Linked DNA regions of Mus musculus: all the other regions are linked to region 3. The links are chromatin contacts, called in public Hi-C maps. All regions are on one chromosome and are shown on one strand. Each heading gives the region's core, a stretch centred on a gene start, on an enhancer-like site or on the middle of the called end of the contact. The rest is flanking DNA. Distances are from core to core; before and after follow the strand shown. Region 1 has its middle 21 kb from the start of Gm31101. Region 2 overlaps Lrrn2 (leucine rich repeat protein 2, neuronal). Region 3 has its middle 36 kb from the start of Lrrn2.

Region 1 (3,821 bases), core at 277-2,776, 78 kb before region 3:
TAGAGAGGCTTTCACTCTGTACTTATGAAGTGCCTGCTCTCTATTGGACACCAGTGGGTAGTCGAGTTCAAAAACAACAAACAAAACATAGATTCTGCTCTCAAGGAGTTTATGGTCTTTGGGAGAAAACGGTCACGTGAGCAAATCAATACAATGTTGTTAGCACAGTGACAAGGAGCTGGCCAGGTGTTAAGAGAAAGTAGAGGAGATTTATGCTGGCCATGGGGCCCCACCCCCCCCCAGGAGGAAAAGATTAGCTCTGTGCTCACCACCCCCACCCCTACCCATACCCCTACCACTTTCTTACTCGCCTCAGCAGAGGATCTGTGTAAGGTTAAGGGAAGGAGACTGGTTTAGTAGCTAAAGGAGCAAACGGGAAGGGGTTAGATCCTGGAGGAGCGGATGTGTGGGTTCAGACGGTGCTAGGAATGGAAGTGGCTTTGGAGCCGGCGCTGGAGGGGTGGAAATGGGAGGTCACAGGTGGGAGGTGAGCTGAAAGTCCCCCCTTCCACTACAGGAGCATTTTCCTCTCCAGCCTGGGCTGGGCGTGGTCCTGAATGGCCAGTCAGGTTTAGCCACTGCTGACGCCTCCAGGAAAAGGCCCACTGGATAGGAACTCTCTGCTGCAGGCCCAGGCCTGACCACTCCGCAGAGTCACGAGGCGTGAGCCATGACCACTCTGCAGAAAGCCTCGTGTCTCATGACTTGGCGCACTACGCCTCACCACGCCCTCAGGACCTATGAGAAGTCATGTAAAGGCTATTAGTAGATGGCCCCAGGGAGGACACTGGCCAGCCAGAAGGAAAGGGATTGACTCAGATATGTGTGAACCTTTGTTGTTGGAAGTCTGAGATATTTGCGGTCCCTTTGTTTGTTTGTTTGTTTGTTTGTTTGTTTGTTTGTTTGTTTTATGAGATAGAGTCTTACTATATAACTTCAGTTTAGCCAGAGCTGGCTTGGGTGCTAGGATTACAAATGTCCACCACCATAGTTGGCTTGATATTTGCATTTCTTGCCTTGGGGGCTTAGGTGCTGGGAATGTGGGGGGCATTGGTAGGGGGCAGAGGCAGCCATCCTTGGTTTCAGTTCCGAGAACCATCTAGAACCTTGTGACAGTGAGACTAGGAACCCTCTGCTCTACCCACCTCCTGAGGAGTCAGCTTGCAGATGGGTAGGTGGGTGAGTGGCTAAGGAATTCTTTCCATTCTCTGGTTGGTGTACAGCCAGTAGCATCGGGGCGGGGCTTCTGAAGAGCTCCCTTCAAAGGCTGATGGATTGATTGTCAGAGTGCGTGGTGGCAGCTGCCAGCGAAGCCTCCCTGCAAATGGAAACACTCAGCTCTGCAGTGAAGGGCAGGCTTCCAGGATGCTCTAAGAGGCTGAGAGCCCCCTTCTTGCTTGCAGACACAGCTCTCCTGCCCAGGAACCCCTCCTCACGTAAAAATGCGTCTTGTGCAGAGAGCCCGCCCGCTCAAAGCTCCAGGAATCCTGTAAGCCACTGCATTAGTTGCACGTCATAAATATTTATGCCCTGCTGATGTGTGTGCCGAGCACTGGGCAGGGCTACTGAGGGACAGAGGCCAGCTCAGAGAGAGGCAGGGAGAAGCAGGGTTTCAGCCCCCTTTTGCTGTTGGCATTCCAAGATGTGGTCAGTAAGCTTCCGTTCTGGCTGCTCCAGCTGCTGAGTGGCCGGCACTGGGACATGGAGTAGGAGTTCTGGACAGGTGGAAAAAGGAAGTCTGCAGCTACTTGAGCTCACGCCAAAGCCCAGTTCTGCGATTCCAGGGGCTAGAAATGGCAGCGTGGTTTATAGTTATCTGACACAGAGGCCCATGATTCCAGCCTGTGTGCCCCGTTCCAAAAAAAAAAAAAAGTGTGTCCAGAGCTTCATAGTCAAAGCAGAAGGCAAGTGCCAGCCTTCACCACAGGAGCCCATAGCAACCTTTCCCCAACCCACATAGGAGAGATTTGCCCATGTGTGGATCCACAGCCATAGACGAGTGAGCTGGGATTCAAACTCAAGCTCTTGGCTCTCAGATTTGTGCATTCCCTGACAAGCTGCCTGGTCCCATGAGCTCCACACATCACAGATATTGACAAGGCTTCAAGACCTGTCTTCCAGGCCCTTTTCTCAGACTGGATATCTGAGCGCTTTGAAGATGGTGTCGGGGGTACGGCAACCTGTGTGTGCAGAAAGGAACATCACAAGATCTGACACCCTGACTGGGAACAAGAGCTCATTTGGAGGGGTCTGAGCCAATGGACAGAGCCCTAGAGCAAAGGTCATATAATATGTGGTAGACCCTCAAGGATTGTTCTTCTAACTCTCCTGCCTACACATGGCGTTCTCTGCTCTACCCCTCACCCTGCATCTCCCTCTTGACAAGGTCTTGCTATGTAGCCAAAGCTAGCCTCAAACTCATACCCCCACAGAACAGTTTTGAGGTGAGGAAATGGTGTTTACACAGATGCCGAGTACACTGTGCTATGACCAGGTAGAATCGTCAAGTGCTGGCTTGCTCACTGCCCTCAGGGTCGCTGCTGGCTGCAGACAGGGGCAGGTAGCTCAGCTACATTCCCATTCCTCCATGCCTGCCAGCTCTCTTAAGTGAGGTCACTAGAGGGCTGGAGAGATTGTTCAGGGCTTCGGAGCCAGGCTGCTAGATGCATCCTGGAAGGGTCACCAGAGCACAAAATGTGCTGTGAGTCTAGGGACGCGGGACGTGGCATGAAGCATGGGGGCACTCATTTGTCTCAAGCAGGCTCTGCCGGCTGGTGCTTCCAGAGATCTGTGTGCATATGTTTGCCTAAGAGGATGCTTGGTTGGGCAGCTGGCAGCACTGGGTATGTTGCAATACCCACACAAACACCACAGGCAAGGAAATGGAGCACACACACTGCTATGCTAACCAAGCAGAAATAAGAGGCTCATGGGTGCCGGAGCACCAGCCAGATGACAGAAGAGACAGTGGTCAGGGACCCTTGCTTCATTTACCAATGTTGCGCAAACACCTAGGGCAGCGTCTGAGTCCACAGTAGATGTTCAGCAAACACTTGAATAAGACACAAGTATCCGTGTAGAAAACACACAGCACACTCGAATATGGAGACTTGGAAGAGAAGCTGGAAAGTCTTTAGAAAGACAGAGGCAAATCTGAGGGTGACTCTGTTAACTTGGGTAGACCAAGGTGTGGTTAGATACTATAGTCAACTGTAATTTCTAAGTAGAGGAAATTTCCAATGGAGATTAGCACTGTGGTGGTGGACGGTGTTCAGGCGACGGCTGAAGGTGTAGGGGAATGCCATGGCATAGAGGAAACCTTAAGACAATAAAGAGGTGGAGGAAGGTTGAATCCAATGCCTGCCTGCTTGCTGACCTGGGACATACCTTCCAAATCCACATGGGAAGCTGCCTGTCAATGCCTTGGCTATTGGGACCAAGGTCTTTGTCTTAGTCAGGGTTTTACTGCTGTGAACAGACACTATGACCAAGGCAAGTCTTATTAAAAAACAACATTTAATTGGGGATAGCTTACAGGTTCAGAGGTTCAGTCCATTATCATCAAGGTGGGAGCATGGCAGCATCCAGGCTGTCACGGCGAAGGCAGAGCTGAGAGTTCTACCTCTTCATCCAAAGGGGGCTAGTGAAAAACTGACTTCCAGGCAACTGGGGTGAGAGTTTTAAGCCCACACCCACAGTGACACACCTATTCCAACCAGGTCACACCTATTCCATCAAGGCCACACCTCCAGATGGTACCACTCCCTGGTCCAAGAATATATAAACCATTACAGTCTCTAAGAGTTGATTAGGTCACGGAG
Region 2 (3,955 bases), core at 644-3,143, 77 kb after region 3:
CAGGGTCTCAACGGTAGGGAAGGGGGAGAGAGAGGCGTCTCACAACCACAGTGGAAAGCCTTGTAGCCAGCCCCGAGGGCTGCAGCTCTGGAGCATGCTGGGAGAGGAGAAGCATGTCCAGGGCATGTTTTGCCAAGGCTTCCTGCACTGCTGTAACTGGGTAGTTGTGCCCATTGTCCCAAGTGCCGAAACGTAATTTGCAAGATGTTACCATTTGGACACAATTAGATCACAGGTGGGTAACTGCTTGTGTAAAAGCCCCAGAACCGCTTGACCCGCTCTATACTTGCAAGCACGGAGAGAGGGTAGCCTTCAACTCCTCAACGCCATCTGCCGATGCCTTCATCTTAGACTACCCAGCTCCAAGAAATCAATTCTGTTCTTTATAAACTTTCCGGTTTATGGAACTTAGTGATTGTGTCCAAGTAGGCTAAGACAGTGGCCAATGCAACTAAGCAATAAAATAAGCTCATCGCACATGAATTCCCTCTAAAGAATCCATTAGCATAACTGTCCCATGCATGTGTCTGTGTGTGTGCATGGGTGTGCGGATACATAGCTACAGGTGTGTCTATATGCAATGGCATATTATTGGCAGCCCTGGTTTTTGCCCTTCCTAGCTGGGCAGAGGCTTACCTTCTTCTCTGCCCCATTCCCTTGCTTCCATGATGGAGATGATTAAAACACATTGTGAGGATTTATAAGGACGGTTATTGGCAGCTGGGCAGTGGTGGCACATGCCTTTTTTCCTAGCAGTTGGGAGGCAGAGGCAGGCAAATTTCTGAGTTCAAGGCCAGCCTGGTCAACAAAGGGAGTTCCAGGACAGCCAGGGCTACACAGAGAAACCCTGTCTCGTAAAACCAAAAAAAAAAAAAAAAGGAAAAAAGAAAAGAAAAAGAACGGCTATTGGCTTTGCTAACTTGGCTACATCCACTTCATATATCACTTCCCCCATTCTAGACCTGAGAAACAGAGTCCAAGAGGTTGCCCTTGTGTATATACAAGTGTAGAACCAGGTGGCTGCATGGCCTAAATCCATGATGAAAGGTCCAGGAGACTCAGAGAAGGGTAATTCTTTCCCTTTGCAGTAGGGCCCAAGCACTGGGGAGAATTCTCTTGAGGTCAGACAACTCTAACCACCAGGGGGGCCCAAGGAAGCCCTATGGCCAAGGAGCCCACTGGCACCCTAAAAAGCGAATGGCCTCCAGAACTGGCCAGGACTGAGCCACGTCCCTGTGCAAGCCAACACAGGAACTCAGAGCCAGCCTGAGGTTACCAGCCAGGGGTAATGATCCACTTAACACAGACTAGGGGTCACAAGGACCACAGTGTCCGTGTTGTCACCAGGCAAATCTGAGTTGGCTTCTCTGTGACATATAGTTGTCAAAGGCTTGTTTACTTCACCTCTGTATACCTCCATTTCCTCATCTGTAAAATGGGAATGCTGGTAGTTCCTGCTGCAGAGGAAGGGGGCTCAAGGAGGTGAGGCCTCAGAGTCCCCAAGATCCATCTAACCCAGAGCTGCAACTGGTAACACTGAAGCCAGGTTTGGACACTGGCCCTGAAAGAGAGGCCACAGCTTGAAGAGTGGCACTTGGACTGCACTCCCACACTGCTACCTGGGGCCCAAGGCTGGGAGACCAGGCAGTCACAGTAGGGATCCCCTCCACCCATGCTTTCTCTCTAAGCTAGACCGGAAGCAGCAAGGGAAGGCAAAGAAACCTCTGGCGAATTCTGCCGGCTTCTCCCAGTTCCACAGCCCCTGCGGGGACCAAGCTGCACAATACAATGGGATTTAATAAAATGCCTTTAACTCACAAAGTCTGTCTGCTGCCAGCTCCTTAATTAAATTGCCCAACTCTCTCTGCAATGGCAGCACGAACTCCCGCGTCTAAAGAGCACGGTGTTGCTATGGTATTCGCGCCAGGGCAGGCTCAGGGCAGGCTGCTAAAGAGCATGCAGATGAGCAGCTCTTCCTGCCTCCACCGGCGGCGCCAGTGACATCCTTCCAGCCCCTCACCACAATGCCCAAAGCACTACCCTCAGCCCCTCGGTCCACTCCCCACACACTGTGTTTTGTCAGCTAGGACTCTGTCTTTCCTGGTGAGGAACTGACTTCCTCACTGGGAATGCTGAGTTGGCCTTTGGTTACATAGGACAGAACTGCTCCCTAGTCTGACTCTGAGGCCCGGCCCAGCCCCCTGGCCCACAGAGCAACCTTGTGGGGCGGTAGCAGCATCTCCTACGAAGCCTCCTCCACCTTCCCTGATACCCTGTGCAGACACATCTGTGCCCACTCAGCAGCGCCTCAGACCCTTGCTCAGAGGGCACCTGGCTGTGTAAGAAACCAGGTTTGCTCTTTCACTCATGTGGAGAGGTACAAGAAACCCCTGGCATCTGGGCCTGCCCCTGCTGCCCTTTCCCATACCATGCCTGTTCCTCGGCTCTGTGCATGCGAGTTCCACATGCCCACTTCTGTGTACTCCTATGCCCCCACCTCTTCTCATTATTGGAATCTCTCTGTCTCATGTGTCTTTGCCAGTGGCAGAATCTGGGTCTAAGTGTGTACACATCATAGATGTGAGGCATCCCCATGGTCTTTCATGGTGACCAGGGTCTGGTGAGTCACAGGATGCTGACAGCAGATGAAGTTGAGGATGCCAGCCGAGGTCACTCAAATAGGTGGTGATGACAGATAGACAGAGAGAGACAATGACCACCACCAAAGCTGAGGACGGACGTCCTGGCAGACATGGGGCTGGTGGCATTAACAGAGGAGGTGGAGGGGCTGGCGCTGCAGTTATAACATGGGAGAAAATCTCAGATGCTGGCATTGTGATGAGATGGCAGTGGCTGTCATGGTGTGTTGCCGTTGTCTGCCCCTGTGAGAGTGAGGTGCCAACACATGCTCATTTTCTCTAGCGATACCCAGCTGAGGAAAATGTTAGCTGTCATGGTGGCAGGAAGGCTGGTTCCCTACAGACAGACAGACAGACAGGCAAGCAAGCAAGCAAGCAAGCGCTCGCGCGCGCGCACGCACACACACACACACACACACACACACTGCTATAAGCTGCAGCTTCTGAAATTGAGAGCATCTGACAACCCTCTCCCCACATGGGGCTCCCACAGAGTAGCTGCCTTGTTGTGCTACACTTGGGGACAAAGCACCAGTGCTGAGTGAGGGGAGCCATTAGGGACATTTGCTTCGAGTGGCCCTTGAGGATAGAATTTTATTTCTGGCTCATGCTGTTCCCCAGTCCATTCATACTCTGTATGCTGTAAGGAAGACAAAGGAAAGCTGCTCTGGGGCCCCTCCCTTAGCCCAGCCACCAGGGGCAGAGTCAGCGAAGCCTCAGGACATTCCAAAAACCTTGTCAATCAACATCGGTGTCCCCCAGGATTGATCTTACTGGGTGGGCATCTGGGGGAGATGTAATGAGGAGAACAAGACCCGATGGCACAGACATGCTGGGTTTTTGATTTAGGGTTTGTGTTTGTTTGAAATAGGGTCTTATGTAGTCCAGGCTAGCCTCAAATCCATTATGTAGTAGTGTCCAGCATTGAAGTGCTCCTACTGTCTCCACTTTCCAAGTGCTGCGATTACAGGTGTGCCCTGCCACAAGCAGCAACACACTACTTTTCTCTTTTAAGTGGAGCTCTCAGTAAGTAGCCCTGGCTGACCTTGATCTCAAAGTCACAGCAATTCTTCTGCCTCAGCCTCCAATGTAATGCTGGGATTACAGGTGAAAGTCATCATATACATGTATATGTATGTATATGTATGCATATATATGTATGTATGCATCTGTGTGTATACATATATATGTATATATGCATGTGATAGCGAAAATATCTTTTAGACGATGTTATCCAATCCGTCCCTCTTACAGATTTAGAAAAGATCAGCTCACAGTAAGTAAAACCCCACTAAAAAGGACAATAAAAGTGCCTT
Region 3 (3,666 bases), core at 436-2,935:
TGTTATGGATGCTGGGCATCTGAACTCAAGTTCTCGTGCTATAACAGAAAGCACTTTACCCACTGAGCCAACTTCCTGGCCCTGAAAATGTTTTATTTTTATTTATTTATTTATTTATTTATTTATTTCTCAGACCAGCTCTTCTTGAAGTTTCTTTTTTTCTTTTCTTTTCCTAAGAGCAGGAGTAGAACTTTGTCTCTTCACCCCGGATTCCATTTGAAATTTATGAAGCCATTACTATTTTTAAAAAGTAATCTATCTATTCCTGGAAGTATGCTATACACCGTGAAATGAACCCAGTCAACAGGGTTCCTTCTGTCCGTACAGTCTGGCACTCAGCTTCGCACTGAGAAACAGACACAGAAAAGGAGTATGTATAGGCTTAGACAACCAATAAATGCATTTTATGCATTCCCTGGCTGGCAATAATGCATGAATGTGAGCTTAGTGTGCTGTAGGATGTGTGGGCCTTGGGAAGCTAAGCCCTAAGATCAAAGCTTGGCTCTGCTCTTTACAGCTGTATGACTTCAGGCCAATGGCTCAGCCTCTCAGAGCCTCGGGTTCCCTGGCTGCAGGCTGCAGATGCTTACTTCCCGGGCACTGGGCAGACTGCTGAGAGGGCAGCGCATGTGCAGTGCACCAGGAGGGACCTGATGGTTGGAGGCCTTTTGCTAATGACAGACAGTGCAAGGGAAGAGTCAGAAGCCTGTGAACTGGGCAGGGAATTGCCCACCGACCTGCTTTGATCGCAATAGCAGCAAAAATTCTTAGCCCCTTATAATGTATAGAAAGCCCCAGGAGACAAAGCATTGTCTGTCCTGTTTCACAAGCTAATGAGCATTCACATTTATTTATTCAGTTAAGTTTTTTGGTTTTGGTTTTTGGTTTCTGGGCATGTTCTGACTTATGAGAATATAGTGATTATATTATTACTACGCTTTGCTTTAATATAATGAAATACCGGAGGCAAGGTAATTTAATAAAGGAAAGAGGTTTACCGAGTTCATGGTTCTGGAGGTTGAAGGACGTGACACCAGCCTTGGCTCAGCTCGGATGAGGATGCTGTGGTCCACACCATCATGGCGGCGGCCCCTGTGAGAGGAGAAGCTCACGCCCTGAAGAAGGAAGCTGGACGGCAATCCAGTCAAGATTGCTTTCTATGAGAACTTGTTCAGGAGTCCCTCAAGAACTACCTCAATCACTTTCAAGGACAGCGCCCCCTAGTGACCTAAGGGCCTCTCAGCAGGCTCTTGGCGTCCCACCACCTCCCAACATCACTGGAGGGAGCATCCAGTGTTTGAACCCTTGGAGACAAACTATTTCTACAATATAGCTATGATACACAACCAACGGCTGGTGAGCCACACAGTAGTCCAGACCCTGATTCCAGATTCTCTAAGGTGGCTTGTCACTCGGGTCTCACTTGCTCCTCTAGGTCAGTAAAGGCCATGAATATTCAAAGAGTCCAGACATCAGAGAATAAGGAAGGGCTTAGGAGAAGCCACCACATGCTCCCTCATCTCATGCCTGTTTAGAGCACTTGGGAGGAGGCGCCAGGTCACCTCTTGAGGCTTCTTTCCTTGATGGTTCTTCGACTTGGCAGGCACCCATTCTGGGCTGGTGGAGGCTCATTCCCATTGGACAACTGCTTCTGGGCTGCTGTTCTGGGATCTGTGCCAGGCAGACTCTGGCTCTCACCCAGTCAAAGCCAGAGTGCAAGGAGCGAGCGACAAGACAGGTGCGGCATGTCAATGGCATGAGGGGGGTGGGAGAGATTACTTGCTGTGTGGACATCGGCATGGCCAGGTAGGAGCCCGCTGGAGAGATTGTGTGTAAAAGGATGCGCGGGCCCATAGAGTAAGGGCAGGTATTCAAGTGACCACTTCCGGTCAAGAGATTCCCTGCACTTGGAAGCTGGAAGAGGCACACGTCTGGGCGAACGTAGCTAAGTATGAATACGCGGATGTGTTTGTGGCAAGGGTGTTTGAGTGCGTGCCGTGTGTTATGAGAGTGGTGGGTGGTGTGAATATGTCTGTGAGCTGTGTACATCCAAGATGTAAACAGAAAGCAAAGAGGCTGATGCCTTGAGCCTAAGACGGAAACTTCACAGACAAACACTTGTATGTGTTAATGTTGGGTATTGCTGAGTTCTGAATGTTGGCGCCCCACCCCGCCCCCACTCATAAGCCCCCAACATGACAGTCTTAAGTGAAAGAGGCCTTAAAATGGGATTAGGATCCTTATGGAAGAGACGGAAGGGAGCTGCTTTGTCCCCTCTGGCTTGTAAGGTACAGCAATAGTTACTGGCACCATCTTGCTTTCCTGGGCTGTTTAAATCAAATAAGGCCCTGATGTTTTTATGTCTGAGTCTTGGCAAGTGTCCATCAGAAATACCCCAGGCTGCAGACTGTGCCTTATAAAACAAAGAGATGTGTTTACTTCACAATTTTAGAGAGTGAAAGTCTGAGATCATGTGAGCCTGGTGATGGCCTTCCGGGTGGCAATATGACATAAGGGACAGCATCACATGACAGAGCATGTGCAAAAGAGGTCACATGATGAGAGTGAAAACTGGTCAGACTGACTCTTTTATGGAACACACCCTCATGAGAACTAATGCATGCATAAGATTCAACCCAGTCATAAGACTAACTTGAATCTCTTCATAAAGGTGGTCCTAACCCCGTCACTGCTAAGCCCCACCCTCTGAACACCCAACTACCATTCAACAGGTTACACTAAGAACCAAGCTTCTAACACATAAACTTTGGGGAAACAAACCATATCACCCCACAGTGACCCCAATGCTCACTACTCCAGCTTAAATTACCCAGAAATACTTTGTATATCACACTACCAGAAGGAGCCTGTGACCTAGGGGTTGTTGAATACTCCCAAAGACTGTCATAGCCATCCTTTTCCTGTCACTCAAAGCAAAAGGCCTGCAGCTCAAACTGAAGAGTCTATACTAGCATCCCATATCCCAGGGCTAGAAGGGCTGGTGAGAGGAGCCGGTCACTCCCTTACTGTCTTGCCATCTCCTGGAAACTGCTCGCTCTCGCAGGCCCCACTACAGGGCTGACAAGCCTTGTGTGCCCATCTCTTCCAGCTTTTGCCTAATGAGGTACAGGAGGCTGCCGAGACTGAGAATGGATTCCTTGGATGCTGGATTCTGCCAATCTCCATCAGGAGCCCAGGAAGAGAGAGTCAAAGCACCGGACACCTTGATGCTGTTATTGCAGTTTGCTGTGAGAGCAAATAAAACAACCTTTCCCTGAGATGCTCACCCTGGGCCGATGAGTCAGCCTGGCTTCCAGCCCAGGCTGCAGCATCCATCTCCTCTCCAGAGTCTGAGGAGACAGAGCCGTGGGACAGTGAGGACCGCACGCAGACTGTCACTGACCGCTGACGAGGCTCACCCTTCCCCAAAGGGAGCTACATGGTCTTGGCTCAAGAACCTGTTCTCAGTTTAATGACTTCTGCAAGGGCCAAGCCTCTGCCAGCTTCTCTGACTTATGGACTCTTGACATTTTGATTTTGAGCGGCTGGTGAACTGCTTAGTAGGTAGGCCATGTCTCTTATCCCTTCCTCTCCACAGGCTTTCCCCATTTGCCCAATTTCAACACATTGTGGAACTCCATCTTTTTCCTTAATGGTATTTTTTTT

The links. Hi-C and Micro-C count contacts between places; a contact is called where the count stands out from the background.
Region 1: a contact with region 3 is called in a Hi-C map of the N1E-115 cell line, with 3 times the contacts expected there. The contact joins two enhancer-like sites. A contact is called at or near these places in 14 of 484 Hi-C or Micro-C datasets (the AtT-20 cell line, the HL-1 cell line, the N1E-115 cell line and 6 more) and 2 of 115 datasets of contacts at active chromatin or transcription factors (both in embryonic stem cells).
Region 2: a Hi-C map of the N1E-115 cell line shows a contact between it and region 3, with 3 times the contacts expected there. The contact joins two enhancer-like sites. A contact is called at or near these places in 5 of 484 Hi-C or Micro-C datasets (the N1E-115 cell line, the P5424 cell line, group 2 innate lymphoid cells and 2 more), 5 of 115 datasets of contacts at active chromatin or transcription factors (the 230-238 cell line, embryonic stem cells and heart atrium) and 1 of 9 other capture datasets (embryonic stem cells).

The regions. Positions count from the first base shown.
Region 1 is chr1:132,764,760-132,768,580 of GRCm38.p6, forward strand. No RefSeq gene overlaps it. Among named protein-coding and RNA genes, the nearest start is that of Gm31101, 21 kb to the right of the region's middle. Within about 2 kb of position 1,527, at least 73 of the 459 cell types and tissues checked have an H3K27ac peak or open chromatin away from gene starts, as enhancers often do. A contact at or near this core is called in the AtT-20 cell line and the N1E-115 cell line, where this site is marked.
Region 2 is chr1:132,919,353-132,923,307 of GRCm38.p6, forward strand. All of the region lies in intron 1 of Lrrn2 (leucine rich repeat protein 2, neuronal), which reads left to right. It overlaps Gm31159 (a long non-coding RNA gene), which reads right to left. Exons shown (of 3, transcript XR_878529.3): 1 at 1-3,955. Among named protein-coding and RNA genes, the nearest start is that of Gm31159, 8.5 kb to the right of the region's middle. Within about 2 kb of position 1,894, at least 46 of the 459 cell types and tissues checked have an H3K27ac peak or open chromatin away from gene starts, as enhancers often do. A contact at or near this core is called in the N1E-115 cell line, where this site is marked.
Region 3 is chr1:132,842,621-132,846,286 of GRCm38.p6, forward strand. No RefSeq gene overlaps it. Among named protein-coding and RNA genes, the nearest start is that of Lrrn2, 36 kb to the right of the region's middle. Within about 2 kb of position 1,686, at least 18 of the 459 cell types and tissues checked have an H3K27ac peak or open chromatin away from gene starts, as enhancers often do. A contact at or near this core is called in the AtT-20 cell line and the N1E-115 cell line, where this site is marked.